2 separate regions of the Sus scrofa genome follow, and region 1 is linked to region 2. A link is a contact called in public Hi-C data. All regions are on one chromosome and are shown on one strand. The core of a region is the stretch at or near the end of the contact, and the rest is flanking DNA. Distances in the headings are between cores, read along the strand shown.

The links. Hi-C and Micro-C count contacts between places; a contact is called where the count stands out from the background.
Region 1: a contact with region 2 is called in a Hi-C map of liver, with 5 times the contacts expected there. The contact joins the enhancer-like site here to the promoter of ZBTB20 in region 2. A contact is called at or near these places in 1 of 5 promoter capture datasets (liver), 7 of 47 Hi-C or Micro-C datasets (fetal heart ventricle, liver, mesenteric adipose tissue and 2 more) and 2 of 2 datasets of contacts at active chromatin or transcription factors (alveolar macrophages and skeletal muscle).

What each region holds. Positions count from the first base shown.
Region 1 is chr13:144,924,478-144,927,211 of Sscrofa11.1, forward strand. The region is part of intron 2 of ZBTB20 (zinc finger and BTB domain-containing protein 20); the gene reads left to right. Among named protein-coding and RNA genes, the nearest start is that of ZBTB20, 70 kb to the left of the region's middle. Within about 2 kb of position 1,399, at least 3 of the 83 cell types and tissues checked have an H3K27ac peak or open chromatin away from gene starts, as enhancers often do. A contact at or near this core is called in liver, where this site is marked.
Region 2 is chr13:144,854,486-144,857,351 of Sscrofa11.1, forward strand. ZBTB20 (zinc finger and BTB domain-containing protein 20) reads left to right here and starts at 1,336. Exons shown (of 10, transcript XM_021071270.1): 1 at 1,336-1,531.

The DNA.
Region 1 (2,734 bases), core at 149-2,648, 70 kb after region 2:
GTAATCTTGGGGACAAATATAAACTAGGATATTTATCAGTGAGCTAAAAGGGGAAATGCTATTTTCAGTATACTGCAAATAAAATGCTTAATTAAAATTCCCTAAAAAGGTAACACGTGTTCCTAAAAAAAAATATTACTTTGCTCCTGAAGAAATTAAGACTGAAAAAAGAAAAAGACAGAAAAAGAAAAAAGGAAGAAGCTGGTAGTTATAAATTTTTTCTTACATTTATTTCTAAAAAGTATTTTTATTAATTCTTGTACTTGAAAGAAAAAGAAAAAAGGAAGAAGCTGGTAGTTATAAATTTTTTCTTACATTTATTTCTAAAAAGTATTTTTATTAACTCTTGTACTTGAATGAGAGAGAGAGAGAGCTGGGATTATATTAATTACCATTTAAATATGCAGTTCCAGGTTTGTAGGCATCTTTCTGAACCAGGATGGGACAACCATAGGAAAAAATTCTAGCGTAGGAATTGTATTTCATGTGGTGAAACATAAACTCAATAAGTTTTCTATTATAATATGGTGAAAGTGGTTACCAAAGAAACAAAAGTTTCTTATCACTCTGCCAGAGGCAAATGTGGCATATTAAGCTCGAAATGAATTCTCCTCTTTTGAATGCATACAGCTCTTATTAATGTCTTGGAAATTATGCACACATAGGGAAAGATTATCTGGATACATTTGAGTAAGCATCCATTGGGATATAGAGGCTATCTAATATCTATGGATACTTTTTTGCTGAACTGGCCAAAAATCAGTTTTTGCTCTTTTACCTTTTACTTGAGTTTGACTTGGGACTGAATGACTTATTTTTATCTTAAAAGCAGACTTTTTTTTCTCTTAGTGAGCATTAGGTTCCCTGGTGGCCTGAAAGAGTTAATGCAGTTTCCAAGAGTGTCCAACTTACTTCCAGGGAGTAGTGCGTGCATGTGAGAGTCTGGCTCCAGAATATTTGTTCACATCCCAAAACCAATTTGGCACAACTTAAAATGTCTGCTAGGGAGAGGATTCAGAGTGTTGTTAGGCCACGCAATTAGTGCTTTATTTCATGAGCACCAATCCACCCAATAGTGTTTTGTTTTAAAGAAGAGCTTGAAATTCACAATAACGGGTTTCATTTATCAGAGCCATATGGGACTCACCATCTTTGGATATATTTATAAGACTTTCACAAAGAAGACTCCTTAGGCATCTCAGATTTCACGGATTGGAGGGCAATCTGGATGAATATCTTTTTGGAAATGATGAACTATCTTTTTCATATGTAGTCTCCAATTTCAGTAATCCTTGAGAAGCTCAAAAACAGGAAAGAGTTAAGTAAACCTCAGCTTACTAGCTTTTATTGGAAAACAAAGACTATGTTTCTCAGATCTGGATCAAATGCCAAGTGTACCTTTGATGTTGAAATTTGGCCACCTAATCTTTGCAGTTTGTGATGTAGCATTTTTGAGAGGGAAGGTGGGTTCTAAGTCTCAACCTGTTTTTGTACTTTTTGCTAGTTCTCTCAAGGTCATATGTCAATGGATCATTGCGAAGCTGTCTGCAGCACAGAAGACTGATAATAGATGTGGTTCTTTTGATGTTTACCCAAGATTATTTATTTCCTGCCTCCTCCTTTTCCATACTTCTCTCATCTTTAGGAGTCTATCTTAATGCAATATATTCTTTAAAGTATCATTGTAAGTTGTTTTTTTTTTTTTTTATAAATCTCACATTTCCTCACTGATCTATAAATTTAGAGGTTTAAAAATAAAAATCAAATTGATCTTCATTTGGCAGTGGTTGCACATACTTTAATTTTTGGTTCTCAGATTATGTTAGGCTATTAATGATCTATAAACAAATATCTAAGTGTTTACTAATTGAAAACTAATATATTTTTAAAGCATAGAGTGCTATTGTGATATGACAGGCAACCACTATTTTTTTAGGCTTTCAAATTTTTGTTTCCTCAGCTCTGTAGTCTTTCTTGTAAGGGCCATGTTTTAATTTTGTTTGATAAATCTGGTAAATCAGAATATTTGCAAGTCATAAATAGTACTATAATAATTATCACTGAACTATGCAAAGTCTACACAAAATCTTCATAAAGATGGTAATTTCAGTTTTACTTTAAATTGTTACAAGTTGGCAATTACTAGAAATAACTCTTGCTCATCTTTAAGTATCCTTTTATTGTGTTTGGTCTTATTTTATTATCGTGTAATTTATTTTTTAATTTTTTAATTTTAACACTTCATTTGCTAAGAATATTTATATTAGCATGTTTTAGTTTCTCAGAGAATGTCCACTAAATTTTGTTCAGTTATGAGCATGTTGTATAACACTGAATTAAAATAAAATTCAGTATATTTTTGCTTCCATTTAAATTTTATATTAATGCTGATGTCATATATTAAAATATTTAAAAATTCTATTTCATGAAGATTTAAAAATCTGTTCTCTACCATTTCTTCTCCAATATGCATTATGCACTACAGACAGAGCTCTTAGACCCTTGTTACTTAGCACACCTGTAGGGTGCACACTTGTATTGCTGTATGTAATTGACCCCCATTCTATAGGCCTATGAAGCTGCTGGACAATAGGTTGAACACTGGGATTATAGAAAGAGCTATTGTTGCTTATATCATCTTGAGCATTAATCATATTGAATAGTCAAATGTCTCATATTCTTTCTATATTACATTCATAGTCAAATGTTCAAAAATTATTTGATGAGCATAATT
Region 2 (2,866 bases), core at 86-2,585:
AATTCCCTAATTATGGCAATTTTTTATTCTGCAGATTTATTTATTTATTTATTTTTTCATTTAGTCCTTTTTAGGAATCTTTCCTGAGCTTCCTGCCGGCTTTAAGCTTCATTCTTTTTTTTTTTTTTTTTTTTTCCCCCTAATGCCTGGGTACTGGACCAACTCTTGGTAAGAATATGTCTCTGGGAAGTGCTATGTTGAGTGACAAATGGATGAGGATGAAGGTTTTACTGAAGCATCTGACCCGCATTTAATTTTCCGTGTTGCTTTATTTGTTCCTTCGGTTTACCCCTCAGGATATTCAATTTTGTAGGCTCCGGTTGGGTCGTAGGTACTTCAGGCGTTTAGTAATCTGCTTTTCCCGCTAGAATAATATCCTCATTTATATTAAGGGCAGCTTACTCCAAACTGTTTTACATAGTATTTTTCTAAACCTCCTGAACGAACACATTTTCCCATTGAGCACTGGCACTGCTTCAGCGGCCTCTGGTGACCTCCCGGCTTGGCAACCTGCACCCCACTCCTCAGGAATCAAGCCTGACCCAGCGTGGCCTTGAGCGCCGCCGCCTCGGCAGACCCTCTCTCCCGTTTTCTCTCACACCGCCCCTCATCCATATTTCTCCTGCCGCCTCAGCTGTCGGCGACAGAGACACCCCGCTTCTCGCCTCCCGTGGCTACCCCCCCGCCAGCCTGCCGCGCCAGACAGCGGGTAACCGCCGCCTCCGCTGGGGCATCCCGGCTCCATAGGCCTAGAGCGCTCCAGACACCTGCCTCTCACTGGCCAACGCCGCTGCCCCTCACGCGGCAGCCCCCTCGGCAATTGGCCCCCGGCCGTCCCTCGTCATCTTCGTCCTCGTCTCGAGTCCCGCCTCCGTCGCCGGGTCATTTAAGTTTATCACAAATAAATAAATAAAGGAGGAAATAGAAATGCGTAGAAAGTAAAAGCAGGCGGGAGGGGGCAGGGGCGTGGAGAAAAAAAGGAGGATCGGAGGAGTAGACAACCACACTTGATCGTGTTTGTGTTGACCAATCATGGCTCACTCCAGTCCGGTCTGACGGGCTCTCTCAACCAATAGAATCCCATCTCTCGGATCACTGAACAACGAGATATGACTGACCTCTCCAGAGTGGGCGAATGTGCGGCAGAGGTGGGGGGGAAGTGGGAAGATTGCTGACCAATTGCCTGTTAACAGTTCTCTGAGCGAAGTTTCCGTGCCCCAATGGGTGTCTGAGATAGCGGATTGGGCCTTTTCTAGTCCAATCGAAGGTGGTAGAGATGAGGGAAGAGGCAATGGGGGCGGGGACAGGTGAGGGGAGGAGGAAGAGTGTATTTTGTTTATGGGCGGCAACTTCACGAGGGGCGTCCCATTCTTATTGGCTCACTGAAGCCAAGAGTGGCATTAGGGAAACCGAATAGTAGGAAAAGATAGAGGGTTCGCGGCGTGAGGCGGCCAATGTGGGCTTTTTGCCGAAGAAGTAGGGGCGGGGGAAGTTTAGGAGTTGAGGAAAGAAGATTAAAGAGCGCGAGGAGGTAACGCCAAAAACTCTAATTTGTTGTGGGGCTGGCGGGCGGGAGGGAGGGGTGTGTGCATGCCGTGGGGGACCAGGCGTCTGCGAGGCGCTAGGAGTTGGGGGTGGCGGGACGGGAAAGGAGGGGCGCGGGGTGGGGTTGGGGGAGCGAGTTAGAGTGGCGAGCTCGCGGGCCGTTGGCGGGCCAAGCGAACGCCCCCTCCCCCAGGCGTCCCCCCTCCGCGCCCCCTTCCCCCGGGCGCCCCTCCTCGCTCCAAGCGGCTGCGGCGGCCTCGCCCGACCAGGCGCGGAGGGAGGGAGCGCGGGAGGGTCCGGGGTCCTAGGGCGGGCGGGGCGTCCCGCAGCTGGAAACGTGTCTTCTGCCTTCTTCTCTCTACTCCCCGCGCCTGGAGCTGCCGCTTCCAAGAAGAGGAGCTGAGGGGGACTAGCCGGGGCTCAGGAGCTGCTAGAGGCGCCCGCTTGTCTTCCGTCCCCTCCCTCCTCGCCCTTCCCCACTTGCCGTGGCTCTGGCGGTCTCTGGAGCGTCTTCAGAGAACTGGGGGGCGGGAGGGGTCCTGGCCCCAGAGCCGCTGGACGCCCCTCAAGACGCGGGAGCTACCGGCCGCCGCCTGCTTCGCTGCTGCGACTGTAGAGGAGGGGGCTTGGGAAGGGAAGACACACCTTTCCTTCTTTCTCTCTTCCTTTGGGCCCCTTTGGAAATATTAAAATATGTTTGCTCTTTTTCATAGCTGAGATAAAATGGTTGGATGCTTTTTGAAAGTTTAAAAGAAACGCACTCTCTTTTACATTGTTTAATGCATTTCTGTCCGGGTGGCGTTCTGGTCACCTCCCACCACCCGCCTCATGCCCCGCCCCTCCCGAAGCTGTTATCCTTTTTAAGGATGCTGAAGAGGCAGGAGGAAGGGATTTTCTAAAAGTTATATTGATAAACACACTTGCACAAACATATGCTAGGCACACACATAAACTATAAACATTAGCGAAAAACACAATATGGCGTACAGCTACGCTACCTAGCACGGTAATCCGCTGATCTCTTAACGCTGAACCCAGTTGAATGGGGTCAGTAGCAGGGTGACAGTTTTCCAATAAAAATTTGAATGAACCAGGAAGTAATTAAAGCCTGTTCGTTAAGTACTGGCCTCAAAAATCACCATTGGCCCAAGCAAAGTTAAACTTGTTAATCTTCTAGACACGTGAAAATTGTATTAACTACTTCTTACCCTTAAGAAAAGCCAAAATGTCGCTAAAGTGCAGTTTTCTCACTGCGTGGTCATGTGTAAATTTCAGCTAAGGAAATTAGCAGAGACCACTCATTCTCCCAATATTTTCAAAC